7 separate regions of the Mus musculus genome follow, and regions 1, 2, 4, 5, 6 and 7 are each linked to region 3. A link is a contact called in public ChIA-PET, Hi-C, HiChIP or PLAC-seq, Micro-C and promoter capture Hi-C data. All regions are on one chromosome and are shown on one strand. Each heading gives the region's core, a stretch centred on a gene start, on an enhancer-like site or on the middle of the called end of the contact. The rest is flanking DNA. Distances are from core to core; before and after follow the strand shown.

Region 1 (2,700 bases), core at 116-2,615, 740 kb after region 3:
GGTGGTTTGAATACGCTTGGTCCAGGGAGTGACACTATTAAGAGATGTGGACTTTTTGGAGTAGGTGTGGCCTTGTTGAAGGAAGTGAGTCACTGTGGGGTAGGCTTTGAGACCATCCTCCTAGCTGCCTGGAGGCCAGTCTCCCCTGGTTGCCTTCTGGTCAAGATGCAGAACTCTCAGCTCCTTCTCTAGCACCATGCCTTCCTGCATGCTGCCGTAGTTCCTGCTATGATGATAGTGGACTGGACCTCTGAACCTGTAAGCCGGCCCCAATTAAATGTTTGCTTTTATAAGACTCGCCTTGGTCATGGTGTCTATTCACAGCAATGGAAACTCTAACTAAGACACAGTTTTACCAGGACAGTTGTACAGAGACAGGTAAAGACAGAGTGAGCCAGAAAATGAGAAGAAGCCATATTAGAACATTGCTACTGTTAGTTTGAGGCACAGCAGAGCAATTCAGAGACTGAGAGAGAAGACAGCTTGGAGAGAGAGGAGTTTGAGTCAGAAGAGCTAGATTGAACCAACCAGCCAGAGTTCAGAAGGAAGAAGAAAGGGTGTGCTTAGCCAGCAGCAAGTTTCGGAGGCTGAAAACATCCTAGGCCTACATAATATTGTATGGAGGGTAGAGGCTTCCAAGACTAGGCCCAGGTTAGCAGACTGGGGCATTAAGGCTTGGAGACAATGGACTTGCGGCAGTGTCCACACAGGTGAGCACCGACTTGTATCCTTACTGACATATACGGACCCTGTATAGTCTCTCCGTGTCTTAATTTGGAACATGCCTCACATTTATTGTTACCATGCAGAATAGCAGACTATTTCATGGGAATGTTGGTAGCTCTAGCTACTTTCCAGTGTGTGCCAAATCACTGTGGCCAGACTGTAGATAAGAGCCTCCAGTGATCTCTGGAGGCAGATGGCTTGTAGCTTGGTAAGGGCATCTGCTTCCCGATTTTCAAACCTCAACCAGCTATGGGCTGCCAGCCACATAGAAAACCACTGATTCCTGTTGAACTCTGTTACATATGTCCTCCAAGATCTGCTGCCCCACAGTGGTGGAAAGAGCATCCACCTGGTTCTTTTCCCATTGGGCCAGCCATAAAGTCAGACCTCCGAATACAGCCCCGCTACTGTCCATATGGATTGTCACAGGGTAAATCTCACTACCAGTGAAACTGGTACTTTCCACTCTGCTGTCTCTTATCTCAGTCCGCTGGCTACGCTTTCTCGCTTTCTTGCTTCCTTTCTCCAGCCACACGGTGTCAGTGTTCATTTGCATTTCGACCGCCACCCAGTCCCGTTTGGTGTCCTCCCCTTCTGCAGACAGATGGTGTCCCTCTTAGCACTTTATCTCTCCTAGCGCTTGGTTCACTTACCCGGGGGCGGCTTAGAAGCTTGAAAGAACACTGGTGCCAACACAGCCTGCACGGCCTTGGCGACGGGACTTGCAAACACCGCACCACATTGCTGTAAAAAGTGCGAGCCGCCTCTGGCAAGTTTGATTTCGCGCTACCGGAGAAAGAGACGTGGCCTTTATTTGGATATGCAGCTTTCGCTGTCACTGGGATGCTGGGCCCTTCCTGTTGGAATGCTCCACGTTCATCCAGCAGTTGCTGTTTTAGTACTGTGCGCCAGCTTCCTTCCCTTTCCATGGCTAGGACCCAAACGCTATTAGAACTGTTTGCTCAAGCTGTTTTTTTCCATAGTCCCCCGAACATCTGGTGACTTCTAACACAAAGGGACACGGCCATTAAGGTTATCTTGCAAGGACCTTAGCTTACTCAGGAGCCTCTTGAGCCATCTATCTATTTTAGCACTTACAGCACGTGGTACATTTTTACTAAGTTGTTGGGTGTGATATTGATACCCCTCTTACTGGAGTATAAGATCTAGAATTTCACAGAGGAGCTCGCCCTTGCCTTTTGTGGACTGACTGCCCATCCTGCTTCCCTGAGGTGCACACCGCGAAGTCTTTCAGAGACGTGTTGTGAAACTTTTTCACTTAGGGGAGAGAGCAGGAGGAGAAAGCAAGGTCTCCAGCCACCTTCCCTTGACAAATAGACAGTGTGGCAGGTAATTTTGCATGAGTGGTAGAGACTCCTTTGAATTTAAATAACCCCTGGGGATTCAGCAACTCAGAGAATACAAAAAGACGGAGGAGAAAAGAAGGTAGAAGAAGGAAAAGAAGGAAGAGGAGGAGAAAGAAGGAAAAGAAGAAGGAAGAGGAGGAAGTAGAAGGAGGAAGAGGAGGAGGAGGAAGAAGAAGGTAGAAGAAGGAAAAGAAGGAAGAGGAGGAGGAAGAAGGAAAAGAAGAAGGAAGAGGAGGAAGTAGAAGGAGGAAGAGGAGGAGGAGGAAGAAGGTAGAAGAAGGAAAAGAAGGAAGAGGAGGAGGAAGAAGGAAAAGAAGAAGGAAGAGAAGGAAGTAGAAGGAGGAAGAGGAGGAGGAGGAAGAAGAAAGAAAAGAGAAAGAAGGAAAATAGGTGTGTTCGCAAGTTCCAACACCACATGGAGAGATGCCATTACTTGTATCTGTTGTTCTGGCATAAGAGCCGTGCTGGGCACAGTGGCATAGACATGGTAACTACCTTACTTAGTAGTGCTGGCCACAGCGGTGTAGATGGGGTCGACCTTACTTAGCTCTCTTCATCTGAAGTCTTTTATAGGAGCTGTCTGGCATCTTCACAGGCCACACACCAA
Region 2 (2,700 bases), core at 3-2,502, 740 kb before region 3:
GGGCTCATTAGGGAAGCTTTGAGCTTCTTCCAAGGTGAGGAGAAGCCTCCCAGAGCTGTGGTTAGCTGCCGACTGTTTCACAGGAGGGCTCTTTTGAAGCTTTCCAACAAACTGCTGGGAGCTGGCTTCCTCCTGCTTACACACTTTACTCTCTTCTTTATCGCCATACTTTGTATCGAATATCGCCACATTCCCAGGTGCATGGCACTTCCACCCAAGTCCCCATACCTCTCTTCTTCAAATGATTTAGTTACTGAAATCTGTGGTCCCATCTCCTTGGACTCATTAGGTAGCTTGATAATATTTTTACATGCAGGCCGGGAAGAAAAATAAAAACTTCTCAATTTTCAAATAATTTTTATTTATTATCAGACACAAAATAGTGTACTTTAGAATCCTAGGGTCTTTGGGGATTGGTAGCCAGAGTCTTGATTTTGTTATAAAGGATATTATGTATCAGTATTGGGTAATAGTGCAGCTTTCTTGACCAGTGAAGAGGAAAGAGGACAATTCCTTATTGCAGGAGGCTGTCTGAAGTACCAGAATGCTATACCAGAATTTTAAAAGGCACAGGGTAGGCATTTTAAGCACAGGGAAGCCCCTACCTCTCAAAATATAAAATAATGTTTTTAACCATAGTGGTAATTCCATATGATGGACTTTGTTAAACGTAAAACCACTAATATATATGAAAACACAATTTATCAAATTTTACCGACTAGTAAATTACAGGTTGTATTGACTCACTATTTGAAGCACTAATGGAATAAGGGAAGCTAAAAGCTGTCTTTTCATTGGCTGGGTGGCTGGTCTTCAACAGCTGGGCGACCAGTGTGGTAAACAGGAAGCCATCTCCATGGTAATGGGCAATTCAACTTAACTTTTTAACACGCTAAGAGGTAATTACTTTTTTTTTTTTTAATTTCCATTTTTAAAACGTTTGGAGTTCATGACAACAGTGAGGACCCGAGGGTCAGGCATTTCCTGGTCGTTAGTGAAGCTGACTTTAGCTGACTTTAGGTCACTAAGAATTAAACGTTGTGACCCCCCTCCCCTTTTTTTTAATGAAAAGTGAACTGTGATTTTTTTTTTTTCTCTTTCTCTCCTCTTCCTGAAGTCTGCAACACAAATAAATGACAGAATTTTATGCTCACACACATGGTGTTTTGATTTCCTGCAGATGATAAGATCAGGGTGGAGGACCGATAACCACAGGGTGTAGGAGGGTGGGGCTCAGGCAGGCCCACATTAAAGCCACAGGTGGGTCCCTGACAGATGAGAAGATGAACCAGGGCTGAAGAGGCCAGCCAAGACGGTGAGTTCTGCTGAGACAACCTGGAAGGAGAAGATGGGCGGTCTCAGGGCAGAGGAGAATTCTGTTGGAGGCCGAGCTCTGCCAGGGACTTCTAGAATACACTACAGAGCCTGTATCCTAGGCAGCTGCCTGGGTGTGGTCCCCCTCTAACACCCACATTTTCTCTTCCCTACCTTAATAATCTATGCACTTCAAAATTCCAGGCAAGTCTGCATTCATAGGCTGTCTTGAGAACAAGAAATAAGAACAAATGAAGTCAGTGTCCACAGTAGCAAACCACAGTCCAGCTCTCTGCAGGCAGCGCTTGCTCTTCAACAGCCTGTCGCTGTCAAAGGTAGCTAGAGTCTGCCTAGCGTTGAGTCTCCGCAACACTGTAGCAACCCTCTTCGCCTTTCCCACGCTACAGCCTGCTCCCATTAGCCATCAGTGAGTGTACAGCCAAGCAGAGAAGACAGATGAGACTCTCCAGCAGCCTAGGGCAAAGTCTTGGGAAGTCCCCAGGTCCAAGAGTTGGATGGACCCAGAGAAGCTTCAGGGTGCAACAAGTGCATTTCTACTGACTATAGTCTTTCCTGGTCCAGAACCCATGTCCAAAAGGTTCTGGCAACACAGGAAGGAGAAGAAAGATTCTGATAAAAATGAGTTGCCCACAGGGTATACACAGAAGTCTCGGGGGTCGTTGATGCTTTTCCGGGAGCCATCTGATGACTACAGCTTCAGACAAGAGTGCTGTCCATTCTTATAGTCAGTATTTAAATATTCAGTACTTTAAACAGAAATACTTCTATTGATTTTATTTTGAGCTATTTTATGATTTTATTTTTGAGACAATGTATCACTCACTCTGTAGCCCAGGCTGCCCTTAAGCTTTCAGTCTTTCTGTCCCAGCTGCCAGAACACTGGGATTACAGGTTTTCCTTAAACCCAATTAGCGCGCAGAAGTCCTGGATGCTGGAGGGAGGATGGATGCCATGACAGAATGTCTCAGGAGCTAGGCTAGCCTGCAGGGATGTAGACTGCTTCCACAGGCTCAAAATGATTCTACCTCCGTTTCTGCAAGAGTTTTGTGACCACGGACCCCGTTGATCATGTGCACACAGATGCCTTAAAGCTGTTCAGACCAGGATCTTATTCAAATCTGATATTAGAAGCTGTTCTTTCTTAGCCCCACCCCCATCATCAATCAGTTCATCTGTACATAGCTGGGTCTACGTTCCTGTCAGGACCAGTCCCATGACTGTGTGCTCCTGGCTGGGATAAGACTTCTCCTGCCTCACAGTGAATCCGTTTAATGCAGGACATAGTCCATGCTGCCTTGCTTTCAGATACTATTTTCATATCATACATAGGGTGTGCTCTGTATGTGTAAAGCGTACACAGGGCCA
Region 3 (2,700 bases), core at 98-2,597:
AAGACTGAGCCAAGGGTGTTTGAACTTTCTTGTCAGATGTTCTACTCAGTGTCTGGGTAGATAATGTGTGATAATAATTAACAAAACCTGAGATTACTTCTCTGCAGCTACTCCATTTCAATCGTGCTATTGTGAATGTGAATCCATTGAAATAAAAAAATATATCTAGTGGTAAGCTAAGCCTGCCCCCCACACACTTTTTGGCTTGTTTTTGTTTTGGTCACAACAAACTGTGAAATGCTGTGTTTTTTTTTTCTTTCTTTCTTTCTATAGTTCTAAAGCATGAAATCTGCAATCTTTCCACTTGATTTAGGCAGGACCCTTAATTGCTGCCGTCATTAGCACCTAGTGTTCAAAACAGTCTGTTTAAATGTACTGTTAGTCTCACCTCCAAGTCCCTGCTTGCTTGGTTTTATTTTTTTTCAAGGATAAATAAAACAATAATCGTCATAATAACCACAGTCGTTATGTACAGAGAAATAAATAATATCCCAAGGTTTTGTTTTGTTTTGACTGCTTAGTTCTGTTCATTGAGGAATGGGTACTTTGATGAAATTTCCAGGAGGTAAAGGTGACTGACTGCCCCAGATCTTGACAACCTTGGTTCAAACTCAAGTACCCACCTTAGAGGACTCCACAAAGCTGTCTTCTGACTTCTAAGCGTGCGTGGGGTGTGGCACTAGGCACTTCTTCCCAATAAACAAATAAACGTAAGGAAAAAAAATTATTTGAGTTAAAGAGGGTCCTAGAGTTTGAGCAAGAGTTCACTAGCAGGGTCTTCTCTGGGCCTTGAAAACAAGCCACTCGTTTGCCTATTTCATTTCACATGGGTGGGGATGACAGCTGCTGGGAAGCTGCACTGTTTCTGCCTGGTCATGCACATTTCTGCAATATAATGCATAAATGTATAACAACAACTTGGGCTCGCTGGATACCTCGCTGGGCAGAAGGAAACACAGCCAGCCTGGCGCGTCCCCGCGCACTCGCGCGCGCGCACACACACATACACGCGCGCCGCGCGCTCACTTACACACACACACACACACACACACACACACACACACACACACACACACACACACACACACGGGTCAAAAGGTGATCCACTCCTAAGATTCCCCCCAATCTTTGTTTTCCCCCCTCTTCCTGGCAGGTCGGGGCTTCCCAGCCTGGGGAGCAGCTGGATTGGGGAAGGGGAGGGGGTGGGGGGGCAAGGGAGGCGGGAGTCAGGTCGGTGCGCGCCGCGCCCGCTCCCGCCAGGGGAGAGTCCGGGCCGGGTTTTGCACCGGGTCCCCGGGCTTGTCTCACGGCCTCCAGCCGCCGCCGCTGCCGTGTTTACTGAGCTCGCGCGTCCTGATATCACTCCGCTGGCATGGAGGAGGAGGAGGAGGTGGAGGAGCGCGAGGAGGAGGAGGAGGCGGCGGCGGCGGCGAGCAGTTGATCATTGTGATGGTGGCGGAGGCGGCGGCGGCAGCGGCAGCCTGGCCGAGCATTAGTGGCTGCTCTCCGCGCGGCGTTTCGCAAAGGACTCCAGCGATCTACTTTTGCAGTCGCCTCGGACTGTCCATGTGTTTACTTGCCCAGCCCGAGGACTCGATGTCTAGGCTCCTGTGAAATGCAACTGAGCAGCCAAAGTACTTTGAGAACACGGGGCGGCATAAACACCAAAACTTTTTTGTGGAAGGAAAATGCAATAAGCAAGCTCGCCGTTTTCCGATGCGGCGTGGAGTGAGTGTGTGTCGCGCGTGTCCGCACTGGAGGCACACGCTCGTGTGTGTACATGGGGTGTGTTTTTCGGTACGTAGGGAGAAAATGCTTGCCAACCACCGGAAACCTCCTGGAATTTATTAGAAAATAATGGATTATTAAAAGGAGGCAGGCGAGGAGCGGATCTCCCCTTGAGTTGCAAGCCGATCTGCTGCCGGCTCAGTTTGTTGGGATTCTATTTGTTGATAGGTGTCTGATGGTATTCTGATAACACCCCCTTTTTTTCTCCCCTCGATCTTTACAGTTTTTTTAAGGAAAAAAAACACCCCAAAATCTCTTCCCCCTTTTTTCACCCCGTGGGGATCGCTGTTTTTTCATCCATGTGCTTGCGTCTCCCCCGCGTTCCACTTAAACTATTTTAATCCTTGGACCCAAGGAGAAGGCTGATAGGGGGTGGATTAAAAAAAAAAGTTCTTCCAAAATAGTGTGCCCCGGGAGCAGGATGGGGGATTTCGCAGCCCCCGCTGCCGCCGCGAATGGTAGTAGTATCTGCATCAACAGCAGCCTGAGCAGCAGCCTCGGCGGGGCCGGGATCGGCGTGAATACTCCCAATAGCACTCCGGTTGCTCCGAGTGGCAATCACCCCGCTGCCGGCGGCTGCGGCGGCTCCGGGGGCCCCGGCGGCAGCTCGGCGGCCGTCCCCAAGCACAGCACGGTAGTCGAGCGGCTCCGCCAGCGCATCGAGGGCTGCCGGCGGCACCACGTCAACTGCGAGAACAGGTATCAGCAGGCTCAGGTGGAGCAGCTGGAGCTGGAGCGCCGGGACACCGTGAGCCTCTATCAGAGGACCCTGGAGCAGAGAGCCAAGAAATCGGGCGCCGGCAGCGGCAAGCAGCAGCACCCGAGTAAAACCCAGCAAGATGCGGAGGCTGCCTCAGCCGAGCAGAGGAACCATACGCTGATCATGGTGAGGGCTCACTGGGGTGCGCGTTG
Region 4 (2,700 bases), core at 109-2,608, 830 kb after region 3:
TTAAAAGCTGTCTGAAGATATCTTTAAGCTATGAACGAATACGTTCATTTGTCCAAGTCAAGCAAATACAAGAGAGGGCACACGAATTTCATGACCAGCAAACCCAGCGACTCCAGTCTCCCCGAGGCTGCCGGGCGGCTCTTTTCTGTTTACTAATTACCTGTCTAGTGTACTCTGACTTCTGTCGAGAAGACAGGACCAAGTCAGTTTTTGAAGTAGTTGGAGACTCCTGACTTCCTTAGTGATGCTTCTAGAATATTTTCTAGGTACAAGTTTTTTAAAGTGCAGTTCTTTCGACTGAACTGATTGTATGTTGCATAAGCGCCGGGAAGGCCAACCCAAGTTAAAAAGCCACCTCCGTGTACAGCTGCGGGACTAGGTATGAGGTCTTTTCTAGGAAGAAAAATTTGATTCATGGCTCTTTTCCAGAGGGGACATTTGCAGACTTCGCTTCCGCAGAACGTGAAGCGCGCCTCTTCCTGCCGAGGCGAGGCCCGCGTCCCCGAGGGCGGCCTGCGGCTCCCCAGCCTCAGGTGTCCGTGCGGCCGCCGGCTGCCGGCGCCCGGGACTGACTTCCTGTCTGGGCGCGGGGCGGAAGGATCGCGTTGCCAGCCGGGGCCGCCGCCGCCCCTGCCGTTAGGTGGTGGGGCTGCTGAGCCCGGCGGCGGGAGGCGGGCCGGCCGCCGCTTCCTGTCGGAGGACGCGCAAGGATCCGGGCGTCGGAGTGTGTGCGAGTGCGTGAGTGTGTGCCGCCCGCACGGCGTGTGTCTCCGGCCGCGGGTTCCGCCTTCTCCCCTGTCGCCGCCGCTCAGGGTGTAAGTCAATGTGAAGCAGCAGTTCCAGCCCCGGGATAAACATGGCGACGTCTCTGCATGAGGGACCCACGAACCAGCTGGATCTGCTCATCCGGGCCGGTAAGCACAGGGGAACTTTTCTCCCGTGCATCGGTGCAGCGGGCGAGGGGGCGCCCGGCGGGCGGGGAGCGTCCCCCGGGGCGGTCAGCGCCCCGGGTCCGGTGTCCGTCTCCGGCAGCCGGGCGGCCGCGGAGAGGGGGGAGTGAATGAAGTAATGGAGGCGACAAATCAGGAAGTGATCACCTTGGAGAGTAACCTGCCTCGGATCCGGGCTGTCGCTCCGGGGAGAGCGGCGGCGGCGGCGGCGCAGCAGCGGCAGCGGCAGGGGCCGGGCGCGGAGCCGCGGCTAAGTTGGGGAGTCGGCGCGGGCGAGTTGCGCGCTTCGCCCCAGTTGCCGGGGAACCAGGAAGTGAGCGGAGCTGTTGTCCCCGCCGCCTGCCACGCTGTCCGGCCGAGAGGGCCGCCCCTGCCCGCGGCCGGGGGCGCTGGCCGCCCGCCGCCCTCGCCTCTCACTTCCTATAGCCGCCACTTCCGCATGGACGCCGCGGCCCCCCCGGGCGCTACCCGCCAAAACGCGCCCGCCCGGCCTCCCGCCTCGTCCCTCCCGGAGCGGCGCCCGAGTAACGGTCCCGAGGCCACTTCCCGGTGCCGAGTGGGACGCCGCCGACCCGGCACCTCCCCGCCGCGGCTAACGGCGGCCGTGGGGGAACCGGGCTGCTGCCCTTCCTTCCCTCGTGGGGCGGGTGACTGAGGGTGGACGGGAAGGACACCGGGTGTATTCCGCGCAGCCGGCCCGGGGCTGCGGGACAGCGGAGGGGGACGTTTATTTTGGTCCACAGTAAGATGAAAGCGGGGAGCGGGGCGGGCGGGAGGGCGTCCTGGCCCCGGGGAAGTCTCGGCTCGGCATTGCCCCCTTTCCCCTCCCCCAAACCTCCCACCATAGCGGAAGCGCCTGGGAGAGGACAGAACGCGCGCGATTGACAGGCCCGAGGTTCCAATCTGCGCCCTGAGCTGTTCCAAATAAGAACGTTGATTTCTGGGGGCGGGACCACGGGCCCGAGCCGGGCCAATGAAGATTGGGCGGGAGTGAAGCTGACAATGTACGCATGGAATTGGAGGGAAGAGGAGTGTAAACACGGAAGTGGCCGCGGGGGTGGGGGATGTGCTGCGCCACTGCTGCAGCGGAAGGGCACGGACTTAAGTTACATAGAAAAAGCAGCTTTACTTGCTAGCAGACAGCGCAGCGAGGGCCTCGGGTCGATGTGGCACTGCTCGAACACTGTTGCTTACCGAAATTATAAGCGCATGCGGTCCCTCCTCTGGTTCTGTTTCACATCTCCATCGATGTCGGATTGGAAGATGAGAAATTGTAACCAAACGGTAGTGCTGTAAAAGATCAGAACAGTCTTTTTGCACCTATTGTTTTTAGGGATCTTGAAATTGGTAGTTTGGTGGACAAAGCAGTTCGGTTTGGAGGAAAAATTATGTTTATCTCTAAATTTAACGGAACTTTAAATATAAATAAAATCTGGACTGATAGAACTGCATGTGCTATATAACAATAACGCTGAATAGTGTGTTTTGGCTGAGGCATATTTTACACATTTCAAAAGTAGGGAAATCACAATTTATTGAGCAGCGTTTAAATGCCTTTTTGAATAGGAACTTTTACTGAAGGAGAGGAACATAATGGAACTTGGGTCCTTGTTAAAGTCAGTCCATTGATCAGTATGAATTAGTGTACAGTTTTATGTTGGGTTAGTGGTGTTTTGAGTGTCGAGTGTGTATAGTTAAAGAGATACTGTTTGGGGCAGGAGAGATGCTCCTCGGTTAAGACCACTTGTTG
Region 5 (2,700 bases), core at 116-2,615, 940 kb before region 3:
TGCTCCCAAATTAACTCTGACAGCTATTTACTTAAAGAAACGAATGGCTTCTATTTGCCAAGCCAGTGAATTCATTTCACATACTCACATTAAAAGCAATGTAGCATTTTTTACTAGCAGGAGACATAATTCCGGATATTAAAATAAAATGGACCATACAGTAGTTTGTTTATTTGGCTTGCAAGTTCACACTTAGTTTCTAGCCACTCCTCGGCATCACTTGATGAGTGTGCCAACCAAGCAACATGATAGTGGGAACTTCATACAATTACAGAAGTACTGTAAATTTAACTAACAGTATTCACCACTCAGGTGTATACATTGGATATATAGTTACACACCCCCAGTTACTGTAAATTTAACTAACAGTATTCACCACTCGGGTGTATATATCGGGTGATATATAGTTACACACCCCCAGTACTCGATAACACTAAAAACGCCTTCTGTCTTAATTTTCCGGGGCAAATGTGTTCACGCCTCCTATTTTGACTCCTTGGCTTCAGTGCTTTCACCTGCTGGCCATTTCAGACCAAGCACTCACTCTTTTCCAATACCTAATGTCAAGTCAGCTATTCAAAAGGGTTCGATGAGGTGGGCTGGCTTGCACACCTGGCTACACTCTCCACAAAGAACACAGAAGAACACCCCCACCCCGTCGGGTTCCATCTGCAAACTGCTTCCAAACTCCAGTCTCCTACACTTTGCTCGCCCTCTGTTCTGGATTCTACCCAAAGGGGAGCTCCCTCTGGCTACGGTTTTTAAAATCGTGTCAGCTGTGAGCAGAGGCTGAAGTTGAGTTGGTCTGGGGGTTACCATTAAAGGTGGGGAGTGGGAAGAAAGGGACCTCTTTCTCAGCTGGAGTGAGTTACCCTAGTCCAGATGAACTTAAACCCACCATCCTCCCCCAAAACTGCTAGACGCACGCACCGCACCCTGGAGCACACAGGAACACACACAATGATCTCTGGATGCAAAGCGGCACGGGGAAGTTCTTGCAGCCGGCTCTGAGAAAGGGACGGATAAGGATGGAAAGGAAGGCAGCACCCCCCGGAGGCCGACAGGACCTCAGCTGAACTATGCCACTCGGAAAGACAGGAGGGACCCGGGCACGGGGCCCCGGGGCGCGCTACTTACCCGGTCGGGCGGCGGCCGCGGTCCCTCGCGAGTCCCGGGCGCAGCACAACTTGCTGTCTTTCCCTGGCGGGGACAGCGCGGCACCAAAGAAGACTGTCTTTCTTGCCTTTGCCACTATCCCGACGGAGATCGAGGCGAGTCTGGAGAGCTGGGGTGGAGGGTCAGGGGGACCCACCCGGAGAGCCCGCCGGCTGCGGCCGTGCGGCCCGGGAACACGGTGGATGCCGGCTCCAGCTTTGGCAGGCGAGGCACGCGCCGCCTCTTCCCCGCCCTCCCTTTGCCGCTGTCCCCTCCCCTCGGCCCCGCCGCGCAGTCCTGGACGCGCGAGAGTGGGGGCGGCAGACAGACTGAGAATCCAGGGAGAAAGTTGCTCGCCTTCCCCGCAGCTCCCCGGGGGCGCCGAGGCCACACCCGACCCCTGTTTGCTTTTCTGGGTCAAACCCTGGGGTCTGGGGCTGCAGTGTTCGCGCGGCCTTTATGAGGACCAGGATGGGAAGTAGCCTCAGAGATGGGGAGAGCGATGTCTATGAGCTTTAAGGGGCTCTTGAGAAGTGGTCACTTTGGAGGGCAGAGAGCATGACGGGTGTGGACATAGGAAAGAGAAGGCTGGGCACGCCATGCGAGGCTGCTGGATTCCGTGGGGGCAAAGCCAGAAAGAAAGAAGGCAGGCTACTCCCCTGCCAGCCTCTCCCAACAGCTGCAAACCTTTGGGAACTTCTTTCAAGACATTTCTCTTCCTCTTTTTCCTCTTCCTCTTTCCTGGGTTTCCCCCCACTCCCTTACCTCCCCTCTCACCCTCTCTCCTCTTTCTGCTACCCTCCTTTCTCCTCCCGTCCCCTTCCCTGCCTCTTACCCACTCCACTCCCCAACCCATGATCAGCTTTAACATCTATCTACACAACCTTTGAATTTCCTTTCTGAAATCTGCTCCTTTTGATTTCTTCTCAGGCCCTGCCCAGTTCTGACTTGCCATCAGCCTTTTTAACCCTTCGGAAGCCAGAGCCGTATTCTGTGGGTGACTGACTGACCTCTGGAGTCTCCACAGAGGACAGTTATTTTAGGAAGCTGCCATCTGGGACCAGCAACTTTTGAAGTACATACTTGCCTAGATGCAGTTTTTGTGATGTGCCTTTTTCAAAGCAGCTGGAAGTAATAACTGGGTAGGAATATATTTCATAATAAAATTTCGAGTGCACCATTGAATTGGGCGGCATCAGCTGGAGACAGGTTGTTTCAGGATTGTTTGAAAGGTTTTAAGTGATTGATTCCAAGCCTTTCCTTTGTAGGAATAGGATACAGGTAATGAGCCTCCCAGGAAAGCGATGTAATACACATTAAGTTTATCACAATAGTCTTGAGAAGAGGAAAGAATAGTTCCTGGGAGACATTTGGCAGAGTCTGGAGATATTTGGGGTAAGCATGACCCATAGACTGGGAAGGCCCTACTGGCAGCCAGTCCATAAAGCCAGGAGTCTGCTCTGTAACTACACAGGGCACACCCAGAATCATCTAGCTTGAAGTGTGAGTAGGGCCAAGGCTGGGAAGTCATGTTTCAAAATGTCA
Region 6 (2,700 bases), core at 8-2,507, 870 kb before region 3:
TATTTCTGTCATTTTATATTTCTTTGCATCAAAAATACATCCTGTATTTCAATCCTTTGCATTTTTTTATGCGTACTTGTTCTGGCATACAATAATTATAGTAAATTGTCCTCTTTAGAATGAAGAAATGAAGTCTCTTGTGTAGTTACTGTGTAAAGCATTCTACATGTTAAGATGAGAACTTCATTCATGCCGTTGGCAATCATCTGTATCCTTTGTGATGTTTGATCTGTGAGCTAATAAGCCTTTGCAGCAATCATGAATTTTTGTTTTCAGTCGGTTTGTTGTTTGCTTTATGTATTTTCATCTACTTCTCCATGTTTGAGTTAGACTTATTTCTCCGAGGTGTGATCCACTTGGAAATATGCTGTTTGCATTTTTGCCGTTAGTGTTTTTTAACAAGGAAGCATGGCAAAGACATGTCCTCCTTACAAAGGATGGATAATAAAGATAATTTCCTTGTCTTGCCCCCGCTGTGTCTCCTCTCTCATTGCCTCAGCCCTCAGCTATTAGATGGGTGCCAATGAAGGCAGTCTCTCTGTGAACTACTGGCTGCGGTGCCAGCTGCTAGGATCCACTGGTGCATCAGGCCACACCCTCACAGCACGCTGAGGTTCCTGCCATATTGGGTCTCTCTTCTTTCTGTCTGTAATCAGATGACTTGGAACCTGCTGGCTCTGACTGGATTTTAGCACATGACTTTCATCTGTAAAAGATCCTGGAATCTTACACACTGGAGATGAGCTAGTCTTCCATTTTACAGCTGGAGTACTGCCTCATGTAAGAGGAAGGTGCTATACGCCACATTGCTTTCCAGCCCCCAGGTTTTTTGAGATAAAATGAGAATCCAGGTTATAACTAGATGCACCAGTTTCCCTCTAGGAGGTTTGTCTTTGTTTCTATCGCCTTAACAAGTAGGGAAGCACTTTTCTCGTGTGGTGGATATCTTGCTTATTTTAAAACTCTTTAATCCCGAGCCTAAGCTTAGTGTAAAACAAAGTTTGATTCATACCCAGTAGTAGCCTGAGAAACTTTCATAGAACTTGGGTGGTTAGCAGAGGAATGAGCAGAACCTCAACTCCACAGCTCGCTGCTGTGTGCAGATAGTTACCAAGTATGCCGAAGGAGTCACGTTCTGCTGAGCTATCAGTCAGGTACCAACGGCACCGAGGCTCAAATACCAAGTTACTGCTACCAGGATTTAGCAGCCAACCCTTGCCTCACTGACCAGAGGGGGGCGCCTAGGATCCCTGATAGCTGATGGCAGCCGGGCTGAGACTCAGCAGCTGCTGCCAGGCTAGACTCTGGCTGGGCTACACACCTCTGCCCTCCTTGCCTATCTCCTTGTCCCAGGCCTGGTGCTTGATCTGTGGGGCCACTTTTCCAGCTGAGTCACAACGACACAGCTGACATCACACTCACCTTCCTATGCCTCCAGCAACAACACCCCCACCCCTTCTCTAGCCTGGCAGCCTGGAAGGAAAGGAGTGCCAACGTATTTTCTAACATTTCGAGACCTCCATTCAGAGGCTTCTGGGGTGTTCTGGCACTCAAGAAAAGCCAAAGCAGGAACCCAGTTAGACCCTTCCAAAGGACTGCAGCAGCATCCAGCCCACCCTGGCCTGCACCAGAAAATCTGAGGGAACAAGAGGACTCTTTGTAATTCACACATTCCATCAAGATGGGCCCAAATCAGGTTCTGTCAACTCCCACACCACCCCGCTTTCCCCTGCTCCAAAACCAGAACCATTACATAGCTCAACAGACTTTTATTCAGATCGGAGGCTTTGTTAGCACCAAGGATTTGATCCAAGATTCTCTCTCTCTGTGGGAACTTGCATGGGCACCTCTTCCCCAAGCACCACAGCAAAAGCAGATGGCCGTCTTGGAGCGGGTCAGAAGTCCGGGACTCTGACAGGTTCAGAGTTCTATTTGCCAGGTTGAATTGCTTGTAATTAAAATGCTCCTCCTCCTTCTCCTCCTCCTCCTCCTCCTCCTCCTCCTCCTCTTCCTCCTCCTCTTCCTCCTCATCCTCCTTCTCCTCCTCTTCTTCCTCCTCCTCCTCCTCCTCTTCCTCCTCCTGCTCTGCTCTCCTGAACTTATCCTAGGAATGAGCAGCATTGATTCATGCATAGAAACAGATCTGGCCCAGAAGCGAACGCTACCACTAAACATCAGGGACATCCAGTAGAGATGTCAAGAAAGCTAGTGGGCCTGTGGTGAGCAATTAACCTTCCCCTTGGGCTCGATGTTTCCTACTTTTCAAGGCCATGGACCACAGTCAGGGTTCTGTGTGGTGAGTTGAAGCTGGCGTATGCATCCTCTTGTTTCTCGCCTTTTTGACTGTTCTCTCTCCATCCCCTTGCCTAAGCCATGCCTACAATCAACATTCTTCGTGTTTTGAGTCTTGTTAGTAACACTTCATGACATCAGTTAACATTTATCTGCTTTCTAGTGGGGGGTGGGAAATGCCTCATTAGTCTCGACACTTTAGTGGGTGAGGGCTCAGAGACACAAGCTGGCTTTGCTCCTTCCCGACTGCCTTGTGCTAATTGTCAGACTGCTCTCCAGTTGGAGAACTCACAAGGTGAGGCCTGGCCACGTGCATGCGCATCTTGAGGCAGTATGAATGGCTGGAGTCCCATCAGGAATCTTGTATTTCAAAGCCTTCCAAAAGAAGCAAGCAACAGAGCTTTTCCT
Region 7 (2,700 bases), core at 126-2,625, 760 kb after region 3:
GAGTCAGAGCCCAGCAGGATCGGCCCCCGCGCGCACCGGGACAACCGATGCTCTTTGTTAAAGAAACAAATACATTCCGCGGCGGCGGGGAATGGTGGTGGTGCTTGGGGGAAGAGACCTAGCATGCATAACTGCGCCTAAGAAAGACCATTAGCGAGCCGCTGCAAACGCAGGACATCCCGGGCACCGTGTCATTGGCTTTTGTGCCCTGGAAGGCGCGTGAGAGTGCCCTGCTCAGAGGCTCCCCTTTGTGTGAAAGTGTGCAAACCAGAAGCCTGCAGCTCCCGCTGGCTTCGCCCCTTTTTTTTCCCCAATTCGTGGACACTTGGAACAAGATACTCTTCCTCCACACACACGCGCTCCTTCACCCTGGCTCTGAAGATCTCGGGACTTGAGTTACTTCTCGGAGGCGGACGGGACTAGAAGCGACAAAGACTGGGGCGGGCGGTCGCGGCTCCCCGGGACCCCCCCGAACGGGGGCCGCCCGCCGCGCTCCGCAGCTGCGCGCTGGGCCGCCCGCCCGCCGGCCACCGCGGGCACCAACCGCCGCGCAGCCGGGCCGTTGGGCGGTGGTAATTTCTGGGAACGGGGCGGGGTCCGGGGTGGACGAGCTGGGAGGCGGAGCGGGCGGCGCCCCGGGCCGCGAAACGGGCGGGGCGGGGCGCCACGTGCGTCAGTGGCCGGGTGGGGCGGGCCGCGCGCTCCTGCCCGCCAGCGCCGCCACCATCCGCGGAGCCCGGGAGACGCGCGGGGACTCTGAACACCCGGGCTGACAAGAGTTTTATTTTGCAATCGCTCACTTCCCTAATGCTTAATCTACGAGTGCAGAGCGGTCCCTGGAGGTCTTGGGAGGGGAGTCCGGAGTTGGAAGGGGGGTGATGAGGGGTGACAGCAAAGACCTGAGAGTGGCCCAAGAGGTGCGCGTGTCGTCCCGGCCGGGCTGCAGGTGCACGCGCGGCCCCGCCGTCCCCACGCGCTGGTCCCGCGTCCGCAGCGCAGTGCAGCGCGCGACGTGGGGGAGTGGGGAAGCCCCGGGGACGCGGAGCGGGACGAGTGGCGAGCGTCTCCACCTGAGCAGGCGGGTTCGGGCGAAGTTGGGCGCTGAGAAGAGGGCGGGATTCGAGAGCGCAGGAGGCGGGCTGCGGGGGGCCCGAGGGCGGTGGGGAGTATAAATAGCCGGCCCGGTTTGACAGGCGCTGCGGTGACTGGCGGTGTCGCCTCCCCCGGCGGCGCGCGGGGAGGGAGGAGCGCGCGGAGCGGCCGGGTGGGGGAGGCGGACTCCAGTGTCCTGGTGGCGGCGGCAGGAGGCCGAGGGGGAGGAGCCGAGGCGGGTGCGGAGGGCGGGGGCCGGCCGCAGCTTCCCCGCGCCCGGCTGTGTCGCCGCCGTCGCCTCGGCGGTTGGGGGGGATCTGTAGGGTGGCGCGCGCGGGGGGCGCAGCGCGGTTTTGTCTCGTCCTGTGGTGCGGAGCGGCTCGCGCGGTGGCCAGGGGAGGCCCCCTCGGCTTCCCGCAGGACGCCGGGCCAACGGCGGGCGGCTGCGGCGTCTCGGCCGGTCTGCGGCCCTGAGGGAAGGGCAAGGGACTCGGCGACGTGGAGGGAGAGCAGGTAAGAGCGCGGGGACGGCGGAGGCCGGCGGGAGCGAGCGGGAGGGAGAGGGAGGGCGCGGCGAGCCAGCCCGGCCGTCCCGAGTGTCGCCTCCTCCCGGGCGCCCCCGCCCCGCGCCTGTGTTGTTTGCTCGGGCGGCGGCGGAGGGGCTTTCCGGAGGCTGGGGCGGTGACACCGGCGGAGCTGGGGGCAGGGCGGGAGCCCGCACCGGAGCGGCCCGGGGCAACGGTCGTGGCGCCGAGGGACCGCGGCGCGCGCTGTTTACCTCGCGGCGCCAGTCATCGCGCGGCGGCCGGGCTGCCGGGGCAGCGCGTCCCGGGCGGCAGTTTCCGTCGCCGTCGGGCCTGCTCCCCGCCGCCGGGGCGGGCACGACAGGTTGTACTCCGCCGTTCTTTTATTCTCACTCTCCGCCGGCCCTCCGTCGCCGCCTTCTCCTGGTTCCCCGGGGAGCCAGGCTGCGATCACTATCTGTGTTTGCAACAAAACAACAAAAAAACCCTGGGGCTCTTGGAAGCGCCTAGGTCCAGAGTCTCCTCCGGGGTCCTCCGCCGGCGGTGCTGGCCCTTAGGGCATCTCGCGGAGAGTGTCGTGGGCGCCCCGCGCGCCTCGGTACCGATTCTGCCTCAGCGGCGCTGCGCGCGGCGGCCGGACCCACTCAAGACTTTAGTGGGACATTTTTACTCTGTCAGCAAAGGACGGAAAAATAACCCACGGACCAACTTGGTGGACTGTCCTTATGGGAACCACGTTCTCAGCTGTATACCCTTTCTTTAAGTTCTTAGTACTCTATCAATAAGATGGGGGACGCGTCATTGTAACCCTGGAACATCTTTCTCGTGTTCATGACATTACTCTGTGGTTTATGCTTTAATCCGACAGTGAGAAAGTATAATAAAAACTGCGCCTCTGAGCTCAAGACTTTTGTTTTTGTTTTTTTCTCCAAGTCTCAGTTGAGAGGCAAACTGCTCACTTTCTCTAGTGGACAATGTCCATCCGGGCCCTACTGAGATAAGATTGTATATTTGTGGGTTACAGTTTCTTTAGAGTGTTGAATGACTTCGTATGAGACTGGGAACTGTTGAATTATGTTTAAAG

The links. Promoter capture Hi-C pulls out the DNA fragments that hold promoters and counts their contacts. Hi-C and Micro-C count contacts between places; a contact is called where the count stands out from the background. ChIA-PET counts read pairs in DNA pulled down with a chosen protein or histone mark. HiChIP or PLAC-seq counts read pairs in DNA pulled down with a chosen protein or histone mark.
Region 1: a FOXA1 HiChIP or PLAC-seq map of pancreatic cancer cells shows a contact between it and region 3. The contact joins the enhancer-like site here to the promoter of Maml3 in region 3. A contact is called at or near these places in 1 of 39 promoter capture datasets (pre-B cells), 2 of 484 Hi-C or Micro-C datasets (both in embryonic stem cells) and 4 of 115 datasets of contacts at active chromatin or transcription factors (extraembryonic endoderm stem cells, large pre-B cells, pancreatic cancer cells and 1 more).
Region 2: an RNA polymerase II ChIA-PET map of memory CD8 T cells shows a contact between it and region 3, with 9 read pairs. The contact joins the enhancer-like site here to the promoter of Maml3 in region 3. A contact is called at or near these places in 2 of 39 promoter capture datasets (hippocampal neurons and liver), 2 of 115 datasets of contacts at active chromatin or transcription factors (embryonic stem cells and memory CD8 T cells) and 1 of 9 other capture datasets (liver).
Region 4: a contact with region 3 is called in a Micro-C map of embryonic stem cells, with 10 times the contacts expected there. The contact joins the promoter of 4930577N17Rik here to the promoter of Maml3 in region 3. A contact is called at or near these places in 4 of 39 promoter capture datasets (cranial neural crest, liver, neutrophils and 1 more), 4 of 484 Hi-C or Micro-C datasets (CD4 T cells, CD8 T cells and embryonic stem cells), 4 of 115 datasets of contacts at active chromatin or transcription factors (bone marrow-derived macrophages, embryonic limb bud, memory CD8 T cells and 1 more) and 1 of 9 other capture datasets (liver).
Region 5: a contact with region 3 is called in a Foxp3 HiChIP or PLAC-seq map of regulatory T cells, with 20 times the contacts expected there. The contact joins the promoter of Lhfp here to the promoter of Maml3 in region 3. A contact is called at or near these places in 2 of 484 Hi-C or Micro-C datasets (both in embryonic stem cells) and 3 of 115 datasets of contacts at active chromatin or transcription factors (astrocytes, regulatory T cells and thymic regulatory T cells).
Region 6: a contact with region 3 is called in a promoter capture Hi-C map of hippocampal neurons, with 3 times the contacts expected there. The contact joins the enhancer-like site here to the promoter of Maml3 in region 3. A contact is called at or near these places in 2 of 39 promoter capture datasets (hippocampal neurons and liver), 2 of 115 datasets of contacts at active chromatin or transcription factors (embryonic stem cells and large pre-B cells) and 1 of 9 other capture datasets (embryonic stem cells).
Region 7: a Hi-C map of CD8 T cells shows a contact between it and region 3, with 6 times the contacts expected there. The contact joins the promoter of Elf2 here to the promoter of Maml3 in region 3. A contact is called at or near these places in 11 of 484 Hi-C or Micro-C datasets (CD8 T cells, the G1E-ER4 cell line, LSK cells and 2 more) and 3 of 115 datasets of contacts at active chromatin or transcription factors (embryonic stem cells, extraembryonic endoderm stem cells and pancreatic cancer cells).

What each region holds. Positions count from the first base shown.
Region 1 is chr3:51,364,001-51,366,700 of GRCm38.p6, reverse strand. No RefSeq gene overlaps it. Among named protein-coding and RNA genes, the nearest start is that of n-TPagg5, 5.9 kb to the right of the region's middle. Within about 2 kb of position 1,365, at least 116 of the 459 cell types and tissues checked have an H3K27ac peak or open chromatin away from gene starts, as enhancers often do.
Region 2 is chr3:52,838,918-52,841,617 of GRCm38.p6, reverse strand. No RefSeq gene overlaps it. Among named protein-coding and RNA genes, the nearest start is that of Gm30292, 42 kb to the right of the region's middle. Within about 2 kb of position 1,252, at least 56 of the 459 cell types and tissues checked have an H3K27ac peak or open chromatin away from gene starts, as enhancers often do. A contact at or near this core is called in memory CD8 T cells, where this site is marked.
Region 3 is chr3:52,103,653-52,106,352 of GRCm38.p6, reverse strand. Maml3 (mastermind like transcriptional coactivator 3) reads left to right here and starts at 1,347. Exons shown (of 5, transcript NM_001004176.2): 1 at 1,347-2,674. The coding sequence starts at 2,210.
Region 4 is chr3:51,275,419-51,278,118 of GRCm38.p6, reverse strand. 4930577N17Rik (RIKEN cDNA 4930577N17 gene) reads right to left here and starts at 1,358. Exons shown (of 1, transcript NR_073429.1): 1 at 1-1,358. All of the region lies in intron 4 of Elf2 (E74-like factor 2), which reads left to right.
Region 5 is chr3:53,040,212-53,042,911 of GRCm38.p6, reverse strand. Lhfp (lipoma HMGIC fusion partner) reads right to left here and starts at 1,365. Exons shown (of 4, transcript NM_175386.3): 1 at 1,138-1,365.
Region 6 is chr3:52,973,913-52,976,612 of GRCm38.p6, reverse strand. No RefSeq gene overlaps it. Among named protein-coding and RNA genes, the nearest start is that of Gm30402, 17 kb to the right of the region's middle. Within about 2 kb of position 1,257, at least 32 of the 459 cell types and tissues checked have an H3K27ac peak or open chromatin away from gene starts, as enhancers often do. A contact at or near this core is called in hippocampal neurons, where this site is marked.
Region 7 is chr3:51,339,319-51,342,018 of GRCm38.p6, reverse strand. It overlaps Elf2 (E74-like factor 2), which reads left to right and starts at 1,375. Exons shown (of 10, transcript NM_023502.2): 1 at 1,375-1,605.